Linked DNA regions of Muntiacus reevesi: region 2 is linked to region 1. The links are chromatin contacts, called in public Hi-C maps. All regions are on one chromosome and are shown on one strand. Each heading gives the region's core, a stretch centred on a gene start, on an enhancer-like site or on the middle of the called end of the contact. The rest is flanking DNA. Distances are from core to core; before and after follow the strand shown.

Region 1 (7,071 bases), core at 1,990-4,489:
ACAACTATTTGAAAAATCCGAAACAATTACAACGGAATCAAAAATGCTTTGCAGGAGACTTCCCTGGTAGTCCAGGGGCTAAGACTCGTGCTTCCAATGCAGGGGGCCTGGGTTTGAGCCCTGGTCAGGGAACTAAATCCCACATGCCACAACTAAAAACCCGCATGCTGCAACAAAGACCTGGTGCAGCCAAATAAACAATTTTTAAATGCTTTGCAAACTGCACAGAAACACAAATATTATCTACCACTATTATCATTAAGCTGGGTCTTAAAAGCTAAGTGACATCTGACAGAAGCTAACAGACATCAAGAGGAAGGATTTATTCCAAGTTCGAAGAATCTGCAGGAGCAGACAGAAAGGTGCGCCAGCCTGATGCGTTTGGACAGGATAGAGCACTGGTTCTCCATCAGAGGTAATCTTGTCCCCCAAGGAACATCTCGCAATAGCTGGTGACATTTTGAGTTGTGACAGACTGGGGGAGGGTGGGCATCTAATGGGTAGAGCCTGCCCTACACAGAACAGATGCCCAAACAAAGAATCTCCATGCTCAAAATGTCAACAGAGGCAAGGCTGAGAAACCCTTGGGCAGAGCAGAGAAGCCAGGTTCACGAATAGGTCGCAGGAACAGATGGTGACCAGATCTTTACAGTGCTTGCTATACGCAGGACACTTTTTTGTCTGGCCCTGAGATCCTGAAACAGGATCAATGGGCCAGACTCAGACTGCTCTACCGTGCAGCTCACACATCCAGGCTCTCTAGGGTTGGACCCTAAGATCTGCATATTCTATAAGCTCCAGGTGGTTCTCTGGGTACATTCAAATTTAGACTGGCTTTGAGCAGTATGAAGCCAGCTGAAAATTAAAGACTTAATGGGCTATGGGAGAGCTGGGCAGAGATGCCTGTTAGGAAGAACCAGAACAGGCCCCAGTGGCCAGACCCGGGGAGGGACAGACCTATCTATGGCTGAAGGAACCAAGAGGAGACGATCAACTGAACAGATATTCATCTCCTAGTATTTTTCCACTGGATCACTGCACTCCTATTATGTCGGCCTCTCTATTATTCCTCGAATACTCTCGCCAGCTTTCTTCTGAGAGCCTCTGTACCTGCTGTCCCCCTGCCTGGAGGAATCTCCTGCCAATATTCACAAAGCTCCTGCCCTCTTTCTTCAGCTCTCTGTTCAAATGTCATTTTATCAACGTCTTTAAGTATCCTAATAATATAGTGAGTCATCATCTCTTATCTTGTTCTATTTTTCTCACAGCACTCAACACACCCAAGTGTGGTTAAACTTGCTTTTGTCTGCTTTCCCCCAACAAAAATGTAAGAACTATGAAATCTTACCAGGGAATATGTCTACATTGTTCACTGCAGTATCCCTAGTGTCTAGGACCCTGCTTCACATCCTCTGTAAACATTTATTGAATTAATGAATAAAAAATGAATGGATCTCAGAGACAAGAACTAAGAGGACTGAGGTGAGAGGAGGGGCAGAAATAAAATGTAGTCAGCACCACCACTTGCTAGATGTGTGAAAGTGAAAGTCACTCAGTCCTGTCCCACTCCTTGCGACCCTACAGTCCATGGGATTCTCCAGGCCAGAATACTGGAGTAGGTAGCCTTTCCCTTCTCCAGGGGATCTTCCCAACTCAGGGATCGAACCCCGGTCTCCTGCAATGCAGGTGGATTCTTAACCACCCAGCCGCGAGGGAAGCCCTTGCTAGATGTGTGATGTGGGCAAACTAAAGACCTCCCTGTGATTCAGTATTTTCAATAGGAAAGGAAATGAGAAAAAGGATAATAAAAGATCTATCTCCTAAGCCTGAAAGGAAGTTCTTGGCACTGGGCCTGACATGCAGTCAGAGCTGAACAAACTCCAGCTCTTGGTAGCACTGGTTTGGTGACCAGCTGAAGGAGGAAAGGTAGTTTCAGAGGACCCTGAGGTTTCTTGTGCAGGACTGGAAGTCTCCATTCAAGCAAGGGAATGGTAGGCGTGGGAGTGAGAAAGACCAAGATTAAGGGTTGTAATTCCATCACAGAAGTCTAGGAAAGGGGTACAGTGTGCAGACTCTGTTCCCAATCTGCCTTCCTTCACTCACAAGCTATGCTATTGTTGTTCAGTCGCTAAGCTGTATCTGACTCTTTGCCATCCTATGGACTATAGCTAGGCCTCCCTGTCCCTCACAAGTTATGCGGCAGTAGGCAAATTTCTTGCAACCCTCTGTGCTTCGACATGCTCACCCTTAAAACGGGAGTAATAGTACCTTCCTTCTAATGCACTGTAGGGAGAAATGAATTCGTTTACTGAAACGTCTGGGAACAATGCTCGGCATATACTGAGTACCACGTGTAAACGTAACCACTATTATAGTAACGACGTGGTGGTCTTTAGGCTCCTAGTTTCTGGTACAACGGGGCCTGACTTGGAATCCTGGCTGCCTTCAATGAGTGACCTTGGGAATGTTATTGCAAAATCTCTGTGCTTTCATTCTCTTCCAAAATTAAAATGACCTTCACATCAGTGCGAAACCACTTGGGCTTTAATTTAGTACAATAATTTTCAAAGGCTCTCTACCCTCCACCCTTCGCCTCCAACTCCCCTTCCAGGCGCCCCCAAGCACTGAGATCCCCTGAGAAAGGTCCAGGAGAAAAAGGCCAGGCAGAAGTAAACCACCAGCGACTCGACCCTTCCTGGAGGATACCACCCCCCTCCCCCAACACCCTCCGAATGCCCACGCTCCACTCAAGACTCTAGCGCTGCCATTCTGGCTCCCTCCGCCCCTCAAACCGGAAAACCCTCAAGCCAGGCCCAGAGCGCCCCCGGGGAGGGGCCGGGAAGAGGCGGAGCCCGGCGGCGTCTCCACCGCCGAGTGGGCCGGGGAGACGCCGGGGGCTGCCCCCGCGCCCCCTCACCAGTAGCAGCTGTTGTAGACACAGGCGTCCCGCGGGGGGCTGGCCGGCTGGTAGTGGGCGGCTGCGGCGACGGGGGCTTCCCCTTCCATGGCGGGCCTGGGCACGGGCCAGAGGCGTACGAAAACAGACCGGCCCCGCCGGCGAGCTTCGGAGGAGGAGCCGGCACACTACACACAGCGCTGGTTCGCTGGGCGGACTGGGAGGAGCCCGAGGCCGCCGGTGGCGCCCCCGGGTGACGGGGCCTGGGGCAGGGTGGGCGGAGCCTGAGTGGCTGAAAGCGCAAGATCCCGCGCAGAAGCTCGAGAAGCCCGTGGCAGGTCCCGGGAGGGTGGTGCTGGGAATGAAGAGAGTTGTTGTCAGTGGCTGGAGTCGGGCGGCCCTGGATTGGCTGGGCAGGTTCTGGTGGGCGGAGCTTAGGCGGGGCCAGCGATGCAAAGTCCTGGCGCGGAAAGAGGTGGGCGGAGCTCGAGGCGCTCCGTGGCAGTGCCGTTGAGGTTGGAGTCTGAGCGACAGAGGCTTGAGTTCATAGTGGGCGGAGCCAGGGACGTGGAGGATCTTGTGGTTCCTGGTTTGCGAAACCCCGCCAGGTGGGTGGGGTCGGGGGGCCAGGGGCGGGGCCACGCGGCACGTGGTCCTAGAGCGGCAGTGTGCAGAGAGTGCTGGAGACTTGGGAACGGACAATCAGCGTTGGAAAAAAAGAGGTCACCGCCTGGCCGCTTGAGAGGGGAGTCAGGGGAGGGCTTGGAATTGGTAAACGGTACTTCTTGAGTCTCGGAGGAGTCTGACACCCTCTAACCCCTTGCCAGCTGCGGCCGATGAGATTGGGAAGACTCCACGTGTGCAAGTGAAATAAGAGGATCTTGTATGTGAAAAAGGTTTATTTTTGAGAGAGGCGAGGGGGCGCGGGGAGCGAAAAGGATGGTGGAATGGTGGGGGGATGTTCATTCCAAATATACTGACTCAAAAAGATATATTGATTATTTCATAGAGTAAGAACGAACAGTTTTGAAAGTCCTCATAGTGCCCATTTAGTGTTAATCATATATTTATTTGCCAGCAGTCTGGAAGGAAAAACACCAGATGGTTAAAAGTGTTTCCCATGTCAATGAATGGCATGGAGGGCTTTCACTTTAGATTTGTATCCTTCTGAATGTTTATATTTGCAAGGGACATATACAGCTGATCGGGTAGATTCTGAAAACCGAAATTGTTAGATTGGATTATAGACCATATATATGGTCTATATGCAGTCCGATTCTCCCAGTCTCATGAGTTCTAAAGCTCCAAAGTCCTCAAGACTTAATATAAGTCTTGTGTCAGTTATCAATGTATTACCTCTCAGGTCCAAATACATACTTCAATAGACTTAATAATAAACAATGGAATTCCTTTAAGCATTTATCCTTTAAAATGAGCACAGTGTTAAACCTTCTCTATTAAATGCACTGAAGGAAGAAGCTTCCTGCGGTTTCTGGGAACCAACCAGGGTTAGGAGTGTGGTCTCAAAAACATCCAATAGGGTCTGCTCCAGCCACAGCCCCAAGATCTGTCCTTCTGTGACCTTGCAGCTCTAGCCTTGCAATAACCTTTATGCAGCCCTCTTGACGCAGAAACTAGAGCCCTGCAAGGGCTGCAGGCAGCCACCTAGCAAGCCTTTCAGGGGAGCAGGGTGATGCACTTAGCAGTGCTTCTGCCTCCATCTCTCCAGTCCCCAGCATCTTAAAGGTCTTCTGTCCCTGCCGACTCCCAGATTCCCATGACTCCCCATGAGGCTGGTTAGTGATCACGCTCCTCCACCCTCTTCTCTCTTGTTTACCCAGCTACCTGGACTGCCTCCAACCTGCTAAATGAGCAAATGTCTCTGCTATCTCGTAGCCAACCCATGCTCTCTCCAATGAGATCCAAACCTCTCTCAAATTTGTCCTTGAGGACCCTCCCTCAGCCCAAGATACCATAGTTTCCTTTTATCTCACATTTTACTTTTATCTAATTCTTGACATTCACATCCCCTCTTTAACCTACCATGTGGTTTCTTCTGATTGGACCTAGACTGCTGCAGGACTCTGAAGCCAAACTAGTAGGTTCTATTACTTACTAGTTGTGTGACCTTGGGCCAAGTTACTTCACCTCTCTGTGGCTCAGTGTCTTCATCTAAAATGAAGTTAATGATAACAACACCTACCTCAGAGGGTTGTTATGAGGACTGATTGAATTTATGTATATAAAGTAGAATGAATATGTACTGACACATAATGACGTGCTTAGTCGCTCAGTCATGTTCCACTCTTTGCGATCCCATGGATTGCAGCCCACCAGGCTCCTCTGGTCCATGGGGATTCTCCAGGCAAGAATACTGGAACGGGTTGCCATGCCCTCCTCCAGGGAATCTTCCCAACCCAGGGATCGAACCCAGGTTTCCCCTGTTGCAGGCTGATTCTTTACCGTCTGAACCACCAGGGAAGCCCAACACATAATGATAAATGGTAGCAGTCATGATTTGTGGTATAGTTTCACTCCATTATCTCCAATAGATCCTAATTCCCATCACTGAGTGTCTTACTACTCAGATAAATCTTTGCAGAAGATGCATGTATCTTCTATCTAATGTGTGCTCTTTCACTTTCCTTATTTTCAGCTTTTCCCAGGGAAAGTTCATTGCTGCCTTCCAATTCTGCACAGCTTTTTTTTTTTTTCTGTTTTGCCACAACATTTTAGTCATATGTCTTTACTATTATTATCATGCTAAGTAACTTGACCTGTCTCAGGATCTGCCATGAGCAGCACCATGACATGGTCTTGTCTTGAGACAGTACAAAATAATAGCTCCAGAGTCAGACAGACTGACTCAAATCCTTTCTCGGCTAACTGTCCTGTGTGACCTTAGACAATTCACCAATCTTCCTGTGTGTCAAACTTTTTTTGTAAAATGAGAGTAATACAAGTATAGTGTCTACCTAACAAAGTTGTCATGAGCATTAAATAAACTAATCTGTGCAAAAAGCATAGTGCCTGGCACAACAGAGAAGTACCCTATGTAGTAAACAACTACCAAGTGTTGCAACTATGATCATCATCATTATGCTTCTTTGTGAACAAAGTGTAAGCACTGTGACTGGGATAAATCCCTATTGAATTAACAACTGTTTTGCTAAGATACAAGTGAGGTTACTGTCACAAACCCAAAAATTTGGTTTAGGGGAGATACAAATGCATTTCTTATAGAACACCCTAGATGTTTACATTCCAGAGCCGATAGACTGTCTCCACAGTGTCTGTACCCAGGCGCCTGAGATCTGGATGGAAGACCATATCTAGGATGTTGCCCTGGTTGCACATAGTTTAGAAAAAATCGCTTCAGTCGTGCCTGACTCTTGGCGACCCTATGGACTGTAGCCCCCCTGGTTCCTCTGTTCATGGGGTCCTCCAGGCAAGAATACTGGAGTGGAATGCCATGCCCTCCTCCAGGGGATCTTCCTAATCCAGGGATCGAACCCATATCTCTTGTGTCTCCTGCATTGCAGGCAGATTCTTTACAGTTTAGCCTAGTTGAAGAATGCTCACCACCAAATCAGCTGCAATTTCATTCTGGCCAGCAAAATCAGGAAAAAGGAGTAACAGAAGGTTTAAGAACAAAAATCCACAAAATGGTACATATCACTTCTGCTCACATTCCACTGTCTAAAAGATAATCACAAGGTCACATCCACATGCAAGGGAGATTAGGAGATGTAGGGTGGATTCTGGGCAGCCCGGGTAACAACAGTATCTCAAGCAGAAGGAAGGATGGATATTCAGAGAGTCAGAAGTCTCTGCGATAAGGTGCTTTCTTTAAGCTACTAAACCTTTTCTTAAAAGCAGCAATTAATCTTTAAATTGGGGGGATAAAAGTTTGTATTTTTAAAACACACATGATTTCATGGTAAAGTCTATTAAAAAGAGTATGGTTTCAGAGGAGTTGGGAAGTACGTAGACCCAGATTCTGACCTGCAAACCCTAGTGATGTGAATGTGGAAGAAAAGAGATGCACTCACAAGTCAATGCCCAATAAAATCAGGATGTTAAAGGGCAGGGGTTTGGAGGAGTAACTCCTAACAAAGGAAAATACAAAAAAGGGCCACAGACGTGAAAGGGGAGATTCAGGAATACAGTCGGGT
Region 2 (7,071 bases), core at 1,852-4,351, 320 kb before region 1:
TAAAACACTGTTGCCTCTATAGGAGGCAACTAAAGAAAGGTCATTTTACTCTGAGACAGTGCTGACCCTGCAGAAACTCCAACCAGATCTGATAAATGAAGCTGGGCTGCATATAAAAGGAACTGTAACAGATGGAGTGCCACAGAAACTGGCTGTAAAACATCCACTGTGCATCAGATTAGCATAAAGCATTTTTTTCTAAAGTTTTTGCTCCACAAATCCCATTCCAATGTGCACCCCCACAAAGAAGTACATAGTATTTTTTTTTAATTGACCCTCCTTGGATCACACAGAACCATATCATAAAATCTCCCTTCAAATAAAACAACTATGAACTGTTTTGAACAATGAATACGGGTAAACCTATAGTTTTACCAGTAATCCTCAAATCCTCAAAAATCCCCTCCAAATCCTCAAACAATGGTGTGATCCACAACTTTTTAATATATTCTTGGAAGTCTAGTATAGCTCACACCAAGTAAAAAAACCTTTCACCTTATTTATACAAAAAAAAATTTTATTTTTTAAATTATTTTAAAAATTAAAAAAAATCTGAATCACCTTCCCCCAGCTTTCAGAAATGAATCACTTCCAAATTAAATGCCTCAAAACCTACTGGAAACTCCTATCAAAATACTTAGTATCTGTTAACACCAAAAAAAAAAACCCAAATTCTTTTCACACAAGGACTACTCCCCACTTTTAAACTAACTGAGTTTTAGCTCCAGAAAAAAAATCTCAAACTGATGCTATCATTCCTTCACTCCAAAAATATTTACTGGAAGACAACTACAACCCTAGAGAAGAGAGATACAGTGCTGGGGGTCAACTACTCTAGATTTAAGTCAGGGAAACCTTCTGGAGGAGTTAACATCTGGATTCAAGAAGAAGCAACAAGTAATCTATGGAGACAAGTGGTAAAAGAGCTGTGTTTGCATTTTAGAACCTTACCCCAGTTTAATATAGGGAATGGATAGGAGGGTCTTTTTCTGAAGGCAAGAGACCAGAGAGAAAGCTGATGTAGTAAACCAAGGTTGAGCCTGACCTACGAAAACAGAGCAAGGCTAAGTCCACGAAGTAACTCATACAGTTTTGCAACACCTTCGACAAGTGGAAGCTTATCCTAAGCTAAAACATCAATTCTTTTAATTGATGTTACCAAAAGAAGTTTTAATTTAATGTTATGTTTGTACCAGATTATAACAGTTTGGAGATTATTTTTAATAGTTATGACTAAGGTTTAGAAAGGCTTTTGCCAACACTAATTAAGATCGATTATTTCGGTTGGACATAATGGAATCAGCCATCTCGTATCTATTAAGCTACATTTATTGTTGTGAAAGGAAAAATAAACATGGAAACAAAGGATTACTGGTTCTTCCAGTTGTCTTGCCATATGCCACACAAAACTCTAAAAACAGAAAGTGTCCATCAAGGTCCTCATTCAAGCTTAACAAGAGAAACTTATTCCTCCAGGTTTAGGGCTTTCTTCTTCCTGCTCAAGATTAACGTCACAAGGGCAGCCCCTGCCACCCAAGAATTCAGAGTTCCTTAAATTTATCTTCCCACTTTCTTGGGTTTTGGTATTTTTGAAGTGAAAGCATTTTCTCTGCCACATGATACAGTGCCAGAACCTTAAATTACTCATTACCTGGAACTAAGACCCCAAGTTGAGAAAGGAGGCAAAGTAACAATCTTTATACCATCACCACCACCATCCCAAACCCTCCAAATATGCCAGTGTTCAGAACCAATGGAAAACAAAATTTCACTCCCAACCAAGTAAAATGGTGGGAACCTGAAGGTCAACCAATGACCAGAAAAAAACAGTGCCTTCTATACAGCATTCATCACTTCCTTCATAAGCTTCAACACCACTCGCCATACCACATATTTACTCATTTGTTTACTGTCTTTCTTTTCTAAAATGTTAAGCTCCATGAAGACAGGGCTTTCCTTGTGTTGACTGCTGCAAATTACCTGCACCTAAAACAAGGCATAGTACATAGTAGGTGTTAAACAGGTATCTGGGAAACTGAGTAAAAATGACACTCAAGCATTTGAGAACTACTTCTGAGGGGAAAAAAAAGACCAAACCTCCTTGTCACTCTCTTGTTGTAACATCTCTAATAAACCCTTCTCTTTGGGAGGCTAAAGTCCAACAAAAGAAAGCAAGAAAGCTCTTCAAAATCCGGCCCTGACAGCTCCCACCCCCAAGCACTAACCAAGCCCCACCTCCAGACAGTGAAAGCACGCTTTCACTCATCTAAGCTTTTTAAAATGACTTTCTCTCTCGTTGGAAAATCTTTAACCCCCCTCTTTTCTAGCTATCTCTTATTTGTCTTTTAAAACCCATTTTAAATACCTCTCCTACACATCCTCCCGATGCTCCATTGACAGTTTTTGAGTCCCCTATACTATGATGCTGGTTCGTGTGAGCAGCTATCAGCCTGTAACGCAGTCATTTGTTTCTCGTCCCTTTGCCACCATCCCCAAGTTCTCCAGATCAGGAGCTGTGTTTCAAATTTGTTTCGAAGGTTAGTCTAGACCAGTGCCTGGTGAAACGGAGACCGCGTGCGAAGGCGCCAGGCGAATCCAGCGGACACCATGCCATCCCATTTCGCAACAGCCCCATCCTGCCCTTGTGGCCCCAGAGCCACCCCCTCCCCATCCGGGGGTTTGGAGTCGGTTAAATCCAGACCTTTAGCGGGGGCAAGGCCGAGAGTGAGCCCAGAAGCGCGCGAGCAGGTGGCGGCAGGGCGGGACCGGGTCCCCAGCTTCCGTACCTGCCTCACGTTGGCCGGCAGCTTGCTCCAGGGGTAGTTGTGCCGGATGTGGAACTCCACGTCTATGTTCATGATGCCGGGAGCCTGGGCGGGCGGCAGCGGCCGGGATCGCCGCTGGCACGACGCCTCCCGCCTGCCAGCCCTCGGCCCGTCCGGGGAGCTCGCGGGAGGTCCCGCGACTCACACTGCGGACGGCCCAGGCTGCCCCATGGCCTGGGCTCCCGACAGCTCGGCACGGCCCGGGCCACGGGGCACAGGAGCAGCGGAGAGGAGCAGCTGGACCCCTCGGCGGCTCCAAGTTTCTTCCTAGTTTCGGGCTGGCCGGAAATGGCTTCGGGTGTGCGTCACTTCCGCCCGCCGGAGTGGGGCCGAGGGGCGGGGCCGGGACTGGCCTGCTGCCCAGCCCCCTGCACGCAAGTGGACCAGGCAGGTGGAGCCGGGTGGTACCCGGATAGTGACTCCGTGACCGCGCGCCCCGTATCCCTCTGTTAGTCTCTGGATGAATCAGTTGGGTTTGTAATGTCATTGCTGGATGACCCACTTTCTCCAAATGTGAGCCCGGGTGGCCCTGGAGCAGGCGGTTACAGGCACCCGGGTGGGATACCTAGAAGGAACGACTTGGGATGGGGGCCATGGTCGACTTTTAAAAGTGCAAGAGCAGTGAGGTCCCGGGGGCCCCCCAATAGCCAAGCCTGAACCGAGGCCAGGGGGAAGGGGTCCAGGTCATGAAGGAATGTGTGAGTCAGCTGTCCCCAGAGTGGAGTGGTAGAGCAAAAGGCTAGTGATCCTTCACTCCAACTGGTAGTTGTTGTATCTTGAGCAAGAGAAACAACTGGGCTGTCCTTCAAAGGTCCAAATTCTCCTTTTGTTTTGTGGACTGCCCTGCAGCTTGCAGGATCTTAGTTCCCCCACCAGGGATTGAAGCTGGGTCTTCAGCAGTGAATGGCACAGAGTCCTAACCACTGGACCACCGAGCAGTTCCCACAAAGGTCCAGATTCTTACATTGTAGGACTTCAGGGAACTGAATGTTAAACAGCTGGTGCTGATGTGGGAGAGGCTGCGAGAGAATCTAAGATAAACATTCTTGCATACAGCTGCTCTACTCCTTACAAATGTCTCCAGAGTCACTTTTAAAAGGCAGAAATTCAGCCTATCTTAATTTCAATTCTATTGGGAAGAAATTGTGAACACTTTCGTCCAGAATTTGTTACACTGGCTTAGCAAATTCATGATCTTTGTTACTGGCAAGTAGCCATAGACCAGTTCAGTATTTTTGTGACTACATTTCAGTTTTAAACAATGGTTTTAAATAATATTCTGTTACACACATGCCAGATATATAACTCACAAAGTTTTAAAACGCCTAGGGCATAACTCAGCAGCAGGCCAGTCCAACACATAGCAGAGACGTCATTATGTCTGATGAGTTGAAACAAATGGGCTTCCCAGGTGGCGTAGCGGTAAAGAATCCTCCTGCCAATGCAGGAGATGCAGGAGACATGGGTTCCATCCTTGAGTCAGGAAGATCCCTTGTAGGAGGAAGTGGCAACCCACCTCAGTATTCTTGCCTGGAGAATAGTATGGACAGAGGAGCCTGGCGGGATACAGTCCATAGGGTCACAAAGAGTCAAGAGTGGGACATGACTGAAGCAACTGAGCATGCAGGCATGGACTGGGTCTTCTTAATTGCAGCACGTGGGATCTTTTTTTAGTTGCAGCATGTGAATTCTTGGTTGCCAGTAGCATATGGGATCTAGTTCCCTGACCAGAGATCAAACCCAGGCCCCCTGCATTGGGAACTTGGACTCAGTCACTGGACCATCAGGAAAGTCCCCATGGAGCCTTGGTAAACAGTAATGTCCATCCTTTTAGGTCTTGACTCAGGCCTCCGGTCATTTCTGCTTCAGTAGGACTTTGCCATTCAAGTTTCAGAGAGGTCAGAAACTGCAGAGTGTTAGAAGCCTCATCCCAGAAGCTACCATTCAAATTAACTTTATGGGTAAACGATATGTTTAAAATTACAAGTGCAATGAGATTTGGTCTTCTCTGGCTTTACCAGTGTGGACTAAGGAAAATTACTCAGGTGTCTTGAGCAGCTGCCCTTCAGAAAGACTACAGAACTATTTCATTCCCACAACTTCAATAAAAATAAGGAGCAGGAACAACCTGAAAGTAGGGAGTTATCTGGTGGTCTCATTTCACAGTCTCCGGACTATTACTCCCTGTGATCAATAGATTAATGACTCCCAAAATGTCCGTGTCTCAATCCCCGGAACCTGAGAATATGTTAAACTCAGGAGGCAGAAGGGACTTTGCTGATGTGATTAAGCAAAGGATCTTGAGATGGGAGATTATCCCGGATTATCCGAGCAGGCTCAATGTAATCCCAGGGTCCTTAGGAGAGGGAGGTGGGAAAGTCAGAGTCAGAGATGAAGATGTGACAACTGAAACAGAGGATGTAGTGACACAGAGCCACAGGGCAAGGAACATGGACACCTTCTTGGATCTGGAAAAGAAAAACAGATTCTCCGCCAAAGCTTCCAAAAAGATCCTAGCTCGGCCAACTCATTTTGGACTTCTAATCTCCAGAACTCTTAAGATAATGCATTTGTGTTGTTTTATGCCACTACATTTGCAATAATTTGTTACCATGTCCATAGGAAATTAATATCCTCCCACACCAATCAAGTACTCCAACTCTCAAGCAGCTGATGCTTCAAATTTCATAATTAAATCATTTTAGTTGAAGTATAAATACCCTTGGAACTTCCCAGGTGGCACAGTGGTAAAGAATCTGCCTGCCAATGCAGGAGATGCAAGAGACTGTGGGTTCAATACCTGGGTCAGGAAGAGCCCCTGGAGGAGGCAATGGCAGCTTGCTCCAGTATTCTTGTCTGGAGAATCCCATGGATGAAGGAGCCTGGTGGGCTACATAGGTCATAGGTCATAAACTTCATAGGTCTCAAAGAATCAGACATGACTGAGTACACAGGCACACACAAATACTCTTGGTGGGAATAAAACCTCTCTAGCCTTATCATTTTTTATTATAGACAAGCTATCACATCTTTTTGAAAATATATATATATTTACTTATCTATTTACTTATTTATTGTCAGCTTCGAGTCTCCGTTGCCACGTGTCAGCTTTGCTCTAGTTGTGGCGTGCAGGCTCAGCAGTTGCGGCACATGGACTTAGTTGCCCCATGGCCTGTGGGAGCTTTGTTCCCTGACCAGAGATCGAACCCATGTCCCCTGCACTGGAGAGTGGATTCTTAACCACTGAACCACCAAGGAAGCCCCTGTCACATCTTTTTCTGAGAGGCAGTCTGAAAGAGAAAGAGCCTGAGGATGAAATGAGGCCAAGGAACCACCAGTAGCGGAGGGCGAGGTAGCTAAAGAAAGAGGAAGTCACTGTGAACATTTCCTGTTTCACAGTTCCGTCTGCGCCTGGCCTGAGTCTTGGTTTTGCCTCCTGAATGTGCTTTGTTCTGTTTCATGAACCAAGGCATCCCCCTGGCCTAGCTTGTTCCCGCCCCACGGCTTTGGCCCTTGCTGTGCCCTTGACCTTGAATGCCTTTCCCCAGACCTCTGTGTAGCAGGTTCCCTTCATTCCACCCCCGTCACTTAGAGTGACCTTTGTCAACTTCCCTGTCCAACCTAGCCACTGCTCCCCCTTCTCTCTCCAGCGTATTATATTGGTTTATTTCTTTGTTGCAAAGAATTGCTATTTTGACCTTATCCTGCATGATTTCTTGTTTATTGTCTGTCTCCCCAGCAAGAATATAATCTCCATGGAAGAAAGAAGCTTGTATGTCTTGTTCATCAGTCTATCCCCAATATGTAGATTCATGCCTCACATAGGAAGCACTCGATAAATACCACTGAATACACGGAACGAGTGAATCGGTTGTGAGACAGGAAGCTCAGCTCGGAGCTCTGTGATAACCTGGGGTGGGGGGATGGGGCAGAGCTGGGAGGGAGACTTAAGAGGAAGGGGATCTATGTATGCTTACGGCTTGTTCACATTGTACAGCAGAAACCAACACAACATTGTAAAGAATTTAATTATCTTCCAGTTAAAAATAGATTAAAAAATAAAAAAGCAGAGACTGAAAAGTCCCAGCCCTATGGGTGGTCACTCAACCAAAATAAATAAATTAAATAGCTAACAGCACATCTCCAGTCCTCCTCAGCCACCTTTTACTTTAGTTTTCTCCATAACGTTTATTATCATTTAATATATTACATAATTTTCTTCATTTTTAAAATTGTCTCCTCAATT

Evidence for each region. A called contact is a pair of places that touch in the nucleus more often than the background predicts.
Region 2: a Hi-C map of muscle shows a contact between it and region 1, with 3 times the contacts expected there. The contact joins the promoter of FAM91A1 here to the promoter of NTAQ1 in region 1. A contact is called at or near these places in 2 of 3 Hi-C or Micro-C datasets (blood and muscle).

What each region holds. Positions count from the first base shown.
Region 1 is chr12:61,810,323-61,817,393 of mMunRee1.1, reverse strand. NTAQ1 (N-terminal glutamine amidase 1) reads right to left here and starts at 3,239. Exons shown (of 6, transcript XM_065903232.1): 1 at 2,918-3,239. The coding sequence starts at 3,006.
Region 2 is chr12:62,127,254-62,134,324 of mMunRee1.1, reverse strand. It overlaps FAM91A1 (family with sequence similarity 91 member A1), which reads right to left and starts at 3,101. Exons shown (of 24, transcript XM_065902538.1): 1 at 2,787-3,101. The coding sequence starts at 2,858.